3 separate regions of the Zea mays genome follow, and all the other regions are linked to region 2. Evidence: chromatin contacts called from public Hi-C data. All regions are on one chromosome and are shown on one strand. The core of a region is the stretch at or near the end of the contact, and the rest is flanking DNA. Distances in the headings are between cores, read along the strand shown.

What was found. Hi-C and Micro-C count contacts between places; a contact is called where the count stands out from the background.
Region 1: a contact with region 2 is called in a Hi-C map of endosperm, with 2.1 times the contacts expected there. The contact joins the promoter of LOC100274311 here to the promoter of LOC606430 in region 2. A contact is called at or near these places in 7 of 25 Hi-C or Micro-C datasets (bundle sheath, ear, endosperm and 3 more).
Region 3: a Hi-C map of leaf shows a contact between it and region 2, with 4 times the contacts expected there. The contact joins the promoter of LOC100279210 here to the promoter of LOC606430 in region 2. A contact is called at or near these places in 3 of 25 Hi-C or Micro-C datasets (ear, leaf and tassel).

Annotation. Positions count from the first base shown.
Region 1 is chr7:14,196,094-14,199,819 of Zm-B73-REFERENCE-NAM-5.0, forward strand. It overlaps LOC100274311, which reads left to right and starts at 2,350. Exons shown (of 19, transcript NM_001148674.1): 1 at 2,350-2,522; 2 at 2,616-2,710; 3 at 2,824-2,898; 4 at 2,991-3,152; 5 at 3,246-3,324; 6 at 3,702-3,726. The coding sequence starts at 2,495. It overlaps LOC103632072 (probable glycosyltransferase), which reads left to right. Exons shown (of 3, transcript XM_008653928.4): 2 at 1-297; 3 at 442-1,383. The coding sequence ends at 1,140.
Region 2 is chr7:14,389,125-14,393,401 of Zm-B73-REFERENCE-NAM-5.0, forward strand. LOC606430 (deoxy xylulose synthase 2) reads left to right here and starts at 1,349. Exons shown (of 3, transcript NM_001308497.1): 1 at 1,349-1,655; 2 at 2,016-3,959; 3 at 4,076-4,277. The coding sequence starts at 1,563. The coding sequence ends at 4,222.
Region 3 is chr7:14,641,614-14,645,386 of Zm-B73-REFERENCE-NAM-5.0, forward strand. LOC100279210 (Forkhead-associated (FHA) domain-containing protein) reads right to left here and starts at 1,629. Exons shown (of 15, transcript NM_001350279.1): 1 at 1,567-1,629.

The DNA of each region.
Region 1 (3,726 bases), core at 1,100-3,599, 190 kb before region 2:
GACGGGCCGTGCCGCAGCATATACTCGACGGAGGGCAGGTTCATCCACTCCATGGAGACGGAGACGGAGGCGGAGGAGGGCCGGCGGCTGCGGACCCGGGACCCGGCCCGCGCCCACGTCTTCTTCCTCCCGTTCAGCGTCGTCAAGATGGTGCAGACGATCTACGAGCCCGGATCGCGCGACATGGCCCCGCTCAAGCGCACCGTCGCCGACTACGTCCGCGTGCTCTCCTCCAAGTACCCCTACTGGAACCGCAGCCTCGGCGCGGACCACTTCATGCTCTCCTGCCATGACTGGGTGGGTAGTAAATAAATTAAAGCTCTTCCATGCTTTGCGCGACATCCATCATCTCGCTCGTCGAGCTGCCACAGGCCACAGACACAGCCATGACTTGTTGGCTTGTTGCCTCTAATTCTCTGTACGTACTGTCGTCGTCATCAGGGCCCGTACGTGTCGTCGGCGAACGCGCAGCTGTTCGGCAACTCCATCCGCGTGCTGTGCAACGCCAACACGTCGGAGGGGTTCGACCCGGCCAGGGACGTGTCGCTGCCGCAGGTCAACCTGCGGAGCGACGCGGTGGAGCGGCAGGTGGGCGGGCCGTCGGCGTCGCGGCGCCCGGTCCTGGCCTTCTTCGCGGGCGGCAACCACGGGCCGGTCCGGCCGGCGCTGCTGGCGCACTGGGGCCCCGGCGGGCGGCGGGGAGGCGACCCGGACGTGCGGGTCAGCGAGTACCTGCCCCGCGGCGGCGGCGCGCCGTCGTACGCGGACATGATGCGGCGCAGCCGCTTCTGCCTCTGCCCCGGCGGCTACGAGGTGGCGTCCCCGCGCCTGGCGGAGGCCCTGTACCTGGGCTGCGTCCCCGTCGTGGTGGACGACGGCGAGTACGCGCTGCCCTTCGCCGACGTGCTCGACTGGGACGCCTTCGCGCTGCGCCTGCGCGTCGCCGACATTCCCCGCCTCAAGGAGATCCTGGCGGCCGTGTCGCCGCGGCAGTACATCCGGATGCAGCGCCGGGTGAGGATGGTGCGCCGCCACTTCATGCTGCACGGCGGGCCGCCCCGCCGGTACGACGCGTTCCACATGATCCTCCACTCCGTCTGGCTCAGGAGGCTCAACGTTAGGATCGCAGCAGCTGAATGATGCACATGACTGACTGACTCACTGACCAATGTAACGATGGATCTTGCTTACAGTTTGCAGGCGTCATGCGTGTCTGATCTTTGAGTCTAGCGTGCGTTGGTTGCATTTTGACACGAAGGTTGGAGGAATCTTGGTGTGCAAGTGGTTTTTGTACCCTGTATTATACACTACTAATTAATACACGCTGTACGATCAGAGGAAGTGCGTATGGTGGTTTTTGTACCCTGTATTATACACTACTAATCCGTTTTGTATTTTTCTAGTCTCTTACTCTCATCATCACCATTATCCGGAGGAGGGGAATGGTGATGCACGAGACGACAGGAGGCTCACCACCGTCGTCATAATAAAAAATAGCTTTACGTTGACCGTTCATGGGTGAGAAAGACAAGGAGACGATTTAGTTTCTCATCATCATGCATCAATCTCTTAGCTAGCTACTTTATCATTGTCCATATGATCGGTTCTACAGTTGAAATGAGAGGATTAAGATAGATTGTGACAGTCACTCATCAAATATGGTGCCCTATTAACAACGATGGCCTATTGTCAACCCGAACGAGCAACAGTAGACCTCCCTCAAATGATATATATGCGACATAGACATTGTATTAGTCTTTTATAAAACTAATCTCTCCACAACCAGCCGATCTCAACACGCAAATCATTCGTACATTCTAATCAAATGATATATATGCGACATAGACATTGTATTAGTCTTTTATAAAACTAATCTCTCCACAACCAGCCGATCTCAACACGCAAATCATTCGTACATTCTAATTGCAAGCTATCTGTATACTTCCAATTACTCAATTGATCCTCGAAGAAAAGAGGGCATATCTAGTGCACATGAAAGATTGTTACACATAATACACATATTAAATTATCACCGCTCATTTTAGATATAACGTCTCTAGTTAATTATTTAATTTATAAATAACATCTTTCACCACTACACACCACCACGTTGGAAATATAGCAAACAACTAGAGACGTTAGATTAAAAGGAGTTGTGATGATTTAGTCGTGCTTAACGTTCGGCAACGTCAGCTCGCACTTCGGCTGATTGCAAATTCTGATAGGCACGACACCGACCGACTGACGCACTGCACACTCATCACGCTAGCCGCCGTCTCGTCACCACTAACCACGATCTCTATCTCTCTCTGCCAGGTGGGTCCCAGAGACGCCGGCGCCGCCGCTATACAAAATTACAGGCACGACGACATCCATCGCAGTCACCCACGAGCCCAACAAACCACTCCCACCCGGTGGCTCGTCCTCGGACGCCAAGCCACTCCGCGCCCCAATCCGGAAGCGCCGCCGCCGCCGATCGACCGGCCGTCGACCCATGCTCCGCTCGGCGCTCTTCCGCTCAGGTACGCGCGCGGCCCAGCTGCACCCCGTCGCGCCGGGGCATTCCTTTCCCTGACTGACCGAGCGACTGACCCCACCCTCCCGCACGCGCGCAGCCCCCGGGCTCCGCCGGTCTCCGGCGACGGCCCACTTATCCACCGCCGCCGCCGCCGCCGCAGCGTGGCTCTCCAACGGCCCTGCCTCCGCCCCGGTACGTGCCCGCGGCTCCTCCCCGTCCCCCAGTCGGTTCTCTGCTTCTGTCTGATTGCGCGTGCTGCGCTCGGCACCTCGTCCCGCTTGACTTCTCGCATTCCTCCTCCCCAGTCTAGGGTGCGCCTCCTCATCGGCGGGGAGTTCGTCGAGTCGCGCGCCGACGAGCACGTCGACGTCACCAACCCCGTGAGCCCTGCTTCCCTCCCAATATTTTTTTTTTGATTTCGGGTTGATCGAATTTGGAACGGTCAACGGTGGATGTGTGGGGGTTGTCGCAGGCGACGCAGGAGGTGGTGTCCCGGATCCCGCTCACCACGGCCGATGAGTTCAAAGCTGCCGTCGATGCCGCCAGGACGGCCTTCCCCGGCTGGCGGAACACGCCCGTCACGACGCGGCAGCGCGTCATGTTCAAGTTCCAGGAGCTCATCCGGGCTAACATGGTGAATATCCCTTGTTCAATTACCGTCCTTATTGTGTCGTTCTGATGTTATCTGGTCTTGGTTTTGGTGACTGCCGTGGCCTCCTGATTACAGGACAAGCTTGCAGAGAACATCACTACGGAGCAGGGGAAGACGCTAAAAGATGCTTGGGGCGACGTGTTCCGCGGCCTAGGTTAGTCCCGAGATTATTGAAAGCACGCACTAGGTTTTCTTATTTGGTTAGACAGCTGGACCAATTATCTTAATGTTTCCGTATCACCCAAAGGAAAAATTCAATCATCACTTGATTTCAGATCTTAGTTTTGCAACAACAGGCAGAAAAACTTTGCTTTCTCATGTATGCTGGTAATTATTTGTGCAGTCTCACATGTGGTCTCATGATTTCTAGGTCTAGATTTCATGAAATGCCAATATTACTGCTGATTTGTTTATTGCAGCCTCAAATGCTCTGCTCATATGCTCCAAATGTTGACTTTTTTCTGCGATAGAACTCTTTCTTATGCTGACCATTTATCGTACCGCTTTGGTTTTGAACTCCTTATCATACAGAGGTGGTGGAGCATGCTTGTGGAAT
Region 2 (4,277 bases), core at 99-2,598:
TAGTGCTGCTTAGTAGGGACGTCCCATGGGCCGCCCAAGGCTCCAAAATCCTAGATCCTCAAAATTTATAGCAATTCATATATATTACAAATATAAATATTATTTTTTATAAAAAAATGGCTAATGTGGCCTAGAATCGTGAGAACATTGAAATCGATCTATTCTTCTTGTTAATCAATCTATTTCTTTGCTTATAAGAAGATGTAAACAATATTAAGATTATCGAAAAAAATATTTGATTTCCTTTTTTACCTCTGGTGCATTGGAGTCATTCGATAAAAAAACTTTAGATCTTGTTGTCACCATCTTACGGTAGCACTTAAAATGTAGCACTTAAAAGAGACAAACAATCTGATTTGATACAAGTGACCTATTCTTGGAATTGTGTTTCCTCCAAGAATTTTTCTACAAGAAAATGTGCCCTATTTACATTCTAAATTTTCTAAAGCACCATGATTAGATGGACATCTGAATTGATACAAGTGACCTATGCGTGGAGTTGAGTTTCCTCTAAGATTTTTTTCCTACAAGAAAATGTGCCCTATTTACATTCTAATTTTTCTAACACAATATAATTATTTTCTTAATGCAACCGTAAAAAATGAGGGGCAAGGGGGATTTAAACTCCAACACCCCCAGAAGGAAGCACCGATCTTCCACCATTGCAACGTGTGGCTGTTTGTGATATACTAAGGTTTAAGGAGAGATATTGTAAATATAAAAATATAATCTTGTTTGAATAAATATCTCATGTAAGCAAAGTCTACCTATATGATATATAGAAATAGTAGGAATGCGGGTAACTAACTAGGTGACAATAAAATATTCGAGAAGATTGAATAAAAACATCATTAAAATATTATTTTAGAAACACTAAAAGAAAAATGATTTTTAAATAAATATTATGTATCCGATATAACATTTATTCGTTGTTATATTATATGTACACGTATACATACTAATCTCTCCCTTCTAAAATATAATTGATTTTAGATTAAATATATATTTATTAATTAACCTATGAACATATTTTATATGTATGTGTTATATGTATATCTATGTTTATTATTATCTAAATGTTTATTATTATCTAAATGAATATAGACAGAAAAAAAAGTAGTTTAGAAAGAAATATATTTCGAACCGAGTGGGTATTAATGTTTTGTACAGGGAGGGCCCTCCTACGATGCTTGGACGCAATTGGCGATTAATCGCGCGAGAAGCATCGCAGCGTCCCCAAACTGAGCTCTCCTCATTTTCTCGCCTTCCCTTCTCGTTCCCACCACGTGTACTTCTCTTTTCTCTTGATCCACTTCGTTCTAGCGCGTCGTGCCTATATAAACCCGCCTCCGCCTCCACTTCTCCTTCACGCCCCGCCTTGCCTTCATCCTCCTCCTCTCCTCCATCTCTCCTCGCCCCAGCGCGCGCGCGGCATCGCCGTCGAGCTACTTACTCGAGCTTCAGTTCCAGCTACTGGAGCACGCAGTTCATATTAATACACAGCTTAGCTGTACCAAGCGGCATCTTGCACGCTAGCTAAACTAGAGGAACTCGCTGCGCGCATGTCTCCAATAATGGCGCTCCAGGCATCGTCGTCGTCGCCTTCCGCGTTCCGTGCGGTCCCGGCCACCGCCAACGCTTCCTGCCGGCGTCAGGTACGGCCACTTACAGGCCCGTGACGCGGCCTTGGGGAACGTTGCTCCTCCGTTTGTTTCTTGCGCTTAAAAATCGGAAAAAAATTTGTTGCAGTCCGGCTGCAAACCAGGCTGTTTGCAGCCCCTCACAAAAAGGAGGATAGGTCCCACCCGCAGATAAATAATACAACTAAAACGTTATCTGGTGGACCTGCAGGTGGGGCCTATCCACCTTTTTGTGAGGGGCTGCAAACAGCCTGGTTTGCAGCCGGGCTGCAACAAATTTTTTTCCTAAAAATCGAACCTTTTTGCATTGCTGCATCATGTGGTGCCGGTGCTCATGCATGTACGGGGCATGGTTTTGGACTCGTGTGTCTGCAGTTCCAGGTGCGCGCTCAGGTAGCCGGCGGCAGCAGCAGTAGCAGCATCGGAGCCGATGGTGGGAAGATGATGGTTTCCAAGGAGCCGGCGGCGGCGGCCACGTCGTCGGGACCGTGGAAGATCGACTTCTCCGGCGAGAAGCCGCCGACGCCGCTGCTGGACACCGTGAACTACCCGCTCCACATGAAGAACCTGTCGATCTTGGAGCTGGAGCAGCTGGCGGCGGAGCTCCGCGCGGAGGTCGTGCACACCGTGTCCAAGACCGGCGGGCACCTGAGCTCCAGCCTGGGCGTTGTGGAGCTGTCGGTGGCGCTGCACCACGTGTTCGACACCCCGGAGGACAAGATCATCTGGGACGTGGGCCACCAGGCGTACCCGCACAAGATCCTGACGGGGCGGCGGTCGCGGATGCACACCATCCGCCAGACCTCCGGGCTGGCGGGGTTCCCCAAGCGCGACGAGAGCGCGCACGACGCGTTCGGGGTCGGCCACAGCTCCACCAGCATCTCGGCGGCGCTGGGCATGGCCGTGGCGCGGGACCTCCTGGGGCGCAAGAACCACGTGATCTCCGTCATCGGCGACGGCGCCATGACGGCCGGCCAGGCCTACGAGGCCATGAACAACTCGGGCTACCTGGACGCCAACATGATCGTGGTGCTGAACGACAACAAGCAGGTGTCGCTCCCGACGGCCACGCTGGACGGGCCGTCCAAGCCCGTGGGCGCGCTGAGCCGGGCGCTGACTAAGCTCCAGTCCAGCACCAAGTTCCGGCGCCTCCGCGAGGCGGCCAAGTCCGTGACGAAGCAGATCGGCGGGCCGACGCACGAGGTGGCCGCCAAGGTGGACGAGTACGCGCGCGGCATGATCAGCGCCTCCGGGTCGTCGCTGTTCGAGGAGCTCGGGCTCTACTACATCGGCCCCGTGGACGGGCACTGCGTGGAGGACCTGGTGACCATCTTCGAGAAGGTGAAGTCGATGCCGGCGCCGGGGCCCGTGCTGATCCACATCGTGACGGAGAAAGGGAAGGGGTACCCGCCGGCGGAGGCGGCGGCGGACCGGATGCACGGCGTGGTGAAGTTCGAGCCGGCTACGGGGAGGCAGCTCAAGTCCAAGTCCCCGACGCTGTCGTACACGCAGTACTTCGCGGAGTCCCTGATCCGGGAGGCGGAGAGCGACGAGAAGGTGGTGGCCATCCACGCGGCCATGGGCGGCGGCACGGGGCTGAACTACTTCCAGAAGCGGTTCCCGGAGCGGTGCTTCGACGTGGGCATCGCGGAGCAGCACGCGGTGACGTTCGCGGCGGGGCTGGCCGCGGAGGGGCTGAAGCCGTTCTGCGCCATCTACTCGTCGTTCCTGCAGCGCGGGTACGACCAGGTGGTGCACGACGTGGACCTGCAGCGGCTGCCCGTGCGGTTCGCGCTGGACCGGGCGGGGCTGGTGGGCGCCGACGGGCCCACGCACTGCGGCGCCTTCGACGTGGCGTACATGGCGTGCCTGCCCAACATGGTGGTGATGGCGCCCGCGGACGAGGCGGAGCTGATGCACATGGTGGCGACGGCGGCCGCCATCGACGACCGGCCCAGCTGCTTCAGGTTCCCGCGCGGCAACGGCGTCGGCGCGGCGCTCCCGCCGGGGAACAAGGGCGTGGCGCTGGAGGTGGGCAGGGGCAGGGTGCTGGTGGGCGGCGGCACGCGGGTGGCGCTCCTTGGGTACGGCGCCATGGTGCAGGCGTGCCTCAAGGCCGCGGAGGCGCTGAAGGAGCACGACGTGTACGTGACGGTGGCCGACGCCCGGTTCTGCAAGCCGCTGGACACGGCGCTGATCCGGGAGCTCGCCGCCGAGCACGAGGTGCTGATCACCGCCGAGGAGGGATCCATCGGCGGGTTCGGCTCCCACGTCGCCCACTACCTCAGCCTGACCGGCCTCCTGGACGGGCCCCTCAAAGTAAGCACGCTACTCCTAGTCCTAGCTAGTCAACGTCACTGAAAATTATTATCGTTGGGCGTTGGCTGGCGGCTAACCATGCCATGCATGTCCATGTACGGCTAATTAATTTGCAGCTGAGATCCATGTTCCTGCCGGACCGGTACATCGACCATGGCGCACCGCAGGACCAGATCGAGGAGGCAGGGCTGACGCCGCGGCACATCGCCGCCACCGTGCTGTCCCTGCTGGGGAGGCCATTGGAGGCCATGCAGCTCAAGTGAACGACGACGACGACGATAACGACGACCTAGCTTCACCATCACCACCAACAGATAA
Region 3 (3,773 bases), core at 379-2,878, 250 kb after region 2:
ATTAGCTAAATAATAGTTGGGTTGTTTGCTATATAATAGCAGGGAGTTGTTAGCTAGATAATACCAGGGAGTTGTTAAGCATGTTTATCTCTTATCAGTTGGTGCCGACCCTGATCTATAAAGGGGAAGCAGTAGCGTGTAATTAGACATCGAAGGAAATACAATCTCCCTGTGCGGCGATTACCTCGGTCACCCTGGTCGACGGTGATCTTGCTCATGTTTCTCACTCTCGCTCTTCTCCACCATACGCGCTCAGGTCCCTGTCCCAGGCTGCGCTGCTCCTCTATTCGCCCTTACGCACTCCTCGAAGGCCCAGGCATATTAGCTAAAGTTTAGCACTACACTTTTAGCTAAACTTTAGCACTTGGAGACCCAAACTGAAGTGCTAAACTTTAACATCCAATAGCAGTTTAGCACATGCGACCTAAACAGACCCTAAATCAAACATGTCAGTACCAAAACACTTCTCTAATGTATCAAATAGGGACATCAATAACTGCTCAACCTTTTGATGTATCTAATTATTAAATGCAACTACAGGAGAATAATTGTTTCAGAAGTAACCATGTCATTCTTAATAATGAGTTTCAATGCACTGTTTTCAATGCTGCCACATCAGATTTAAACTAGGTAACCGTGTATGCAGAGTTTCATCCTCGTGAAACTCTACCATCTCCCATAAAACTCTCTATATCTCCCCTCTTAAATGAATTGTCATGTCACCAAGTATGATGATGTGTCACCGTATTTAATGAGTATGAAACTCCCATTGAGAATGGCCTAACCCGTTCCTGAAAGTTACAAGCTGGAAAAATAGCATGAAATGTGGTAGGAATGGGACAGACAGGATAAGTTGATCATTTCAGTGAACTGAATCGACCTCAGGTGTTAAAGTTGTGTTCCTACGTTGTTCACTTCTACAAACATGAATTCAGGTATGTTGCCAACTTGCCACATTGTTGAACAAGGATCTTAAATCCTCTGTACGGAAGCTCAAGACACTAAATCCAGTAGCTAGGCTACTGAGTAACATAAATCAGACCCGGGATTTAGCAGCACTGCAGCAAGCAACGACGCAAATTTATCAATTACAGAGCGCGAATAACGCGAACCAACAGGACACTCGTATAAGGCAGCGGTTCAGCAACCCAGGTGCCCCCGCGTAAAACAGAAGCCCAAATAATCTACAGGAAATCTTCACTTAGATGAGTGTTGCGGGCGGAGGGGACGATCGTATTCTCAAATTTTCGCCGAGCAATCAAATCCAAAGCCACACAAGCGACGGGGCGGCAATGCGAACCCAAAATTCAGCAATACTGAAATCAGACGAACCACGAATCGAACGCGATGGAGACGACGATAGCGGACTATCCTGGGACGGTGGCGCTCGGCCCAGGGAAGGCGGCCGCCGGCCGGAGCGGGGCGGGAAGTTAGTGGAACACAGGACCAAAATTCTGCGCCGGCAGGAGCAGCGCGTGAGGGCGTAGCGTTCCTGCGTAGTTCGCGGGGTTTTCGAGAGGGGGGGGAGGGATGATGATCGGGTCTAGGCAGGGCGGGTTAGATTACCTCGATGGCGAGGAGGACGTCGTCCTCCACGGTCCATCCCGCCACGCCCGAGGCGGCTACCAGTCAGCGACCTACTCACAATAGGTATTGATTCAACTAAGAACTAGTAGTAGTTACAGCAGAGGAAGCAGAAATGGATGAGGAAGACAGCAGTATAGAACTGTCGGGGACCATAATTAGGGGTACCCTCAAGACTACTAATTCTCAGCTGGTAACCCCCATCAGCATAAAGCTGCAAAGGCCTGATGGGTGCGATTAAGTCAGGGATCAGTCCATTCGAGCGACTCGATCACGCCTCGCTCGAGCCTAGCCTCGGACAAGGGCAGCCGACTCCGGAGGATTTCCGTCTCGCCCGAGGCCCCCCTCCAACGGCGAACATATTTCCGGCTCGCCCGAGGCCCTGCCTTCGCTAAGAAGCAACCTTGACTAAATCACCGCACCGACCGACCAAGTCGCAGAAGCATTTAATGCAAAGGTAGCCTGACACCTTTATCCTGACGCGCGCCCCCCGGCAGAGCCGAAGTGACCGCCGTCACTTCGCCGCTCCATTGACCGGCCTGACAGAAGGACAGCGCCGCCTGCGCCACTCCGACTGCAGTACCACTTGACAGAGTGAGACTGACAGGCAGTCAGGCCCTGCCAAAGGCACCATAGGAAGCTCCGCTCCGCCCGACCCAGGGCTCGGACTCGGGCTAAGTCCCGGAAGACGGCGAACTCCGCTCCGCCCGACCCAGGGCTCGGACTCGGGCTAAGTCCCGGAAGACGGCGAACTCCGCTCCGCCCGACCCAGGGCTCGGACTCGGGCTCAGCCCCAGAAGACGACGAACTCCGCTTCGCCCGACCCCAGGGCTCGGACTCCGCCCTAGCCTCTGCCGACGACCTCCGCCTCGCCCGACCCAGGGGCTCGGACTCGGCCTCGGCCATGGAAGACAGACTCGACCTCGGCTTCGGAGGAGCCTCCACATCGCCTAACCTAGGGCGCAGGCCAGCCACGTCAACAGGAAGCGCCATCATCACCCTACCCCGAGCTGACTCGGGCCGCAGGGAACAAGACCGGTGTCCCATCTGGCTAGCTCCGCCAGATAGGCAATGATGGCGCCCCGCATGCTCTGTGACGACGGCGGCTCTCAGCCCCCTTACGGAAGCAAGAGGACGTCAGCAAGGACTCAACCGCTCCGACAGCTGTCCCTCCGCCAGGCTCCATCGCTCCTACGACGGCCACGACATCACACCAGCTGGGTGTCAAAATCTCTCCAGCTGCCACATCGGCATGTACTTAGGGCGCTAGCTCTCCCCCGCTAGACACGTAGCACTCTGCTACACCCCCCGTTGTACACCTGGATCCTCTCCTTACGCCTATAAAAGGAAGGACCAGGGCCCTCTTAGAGGAGGTTGACCGCGCGGGGACGAGGACGAGACAGGCGCTCGCTCGGAGCCGCTCGCTTCCCTCACCCGCGTGGACGCTTGTAACCCCCTACTGCAAGCGCACCCGACCTGGGCGCGGGACAAACACGAAGGCCGCAGGATTCTCACCTCTCTCACGTCGGTCTCCGGCTGCCTCGCTTCTCCCCCCTTCGCGCTCGCCCTCGCGCTCGACCCATCTGGGCTCGGGCACGCGGCGACACTCACTCGTCGGCCCAAGGGACCCCCCCAGTCTCGAAACGCCGACAGTTGGCGCGCCAGGTAGGGGCCTGCTGCGTGTTGACGAACAGCTTCCCGTCAAGCTCCAGATGGGCAGTCTCCATCAACCTCTCCAACCCGGGACGGTGCTCCGTTTCGGGAGTCTTGAGTTCATGTCCTTCGACGGCAGCTACGACATGATACTCCTTCCACCGCCGTGCGACAACGACAATGGCGGCCGACAGCCCGCCCGCCAGCGGCGGAATCGACGACGTCTTCCCCGCGTGGCGGAAGAACAATCTTCGAGCTCGTCCCGCCTTCTTCCCCGTCGACGGAGGGGAAGGCAGGGCAACCAAGGCCAAGCAGGAGGCAACGCCTCGTCGGCTGTCGAGCGAGTCGACAGCGCCGACACCCCAACGAGGGGCGCACCGGGTATCGACTTCGCGCCTGAGACGAAGACGAGCGCCGTCTCCCCGCGACACGCCAATCCCGAGCAAGTGGACGACGCCAGCGCGCTTGCGAAAAGCTTGCAGGACGTCGCCCTCGTACCTGAGACGACGGTGCAGTCAGTCCCCGACGTGACTTCA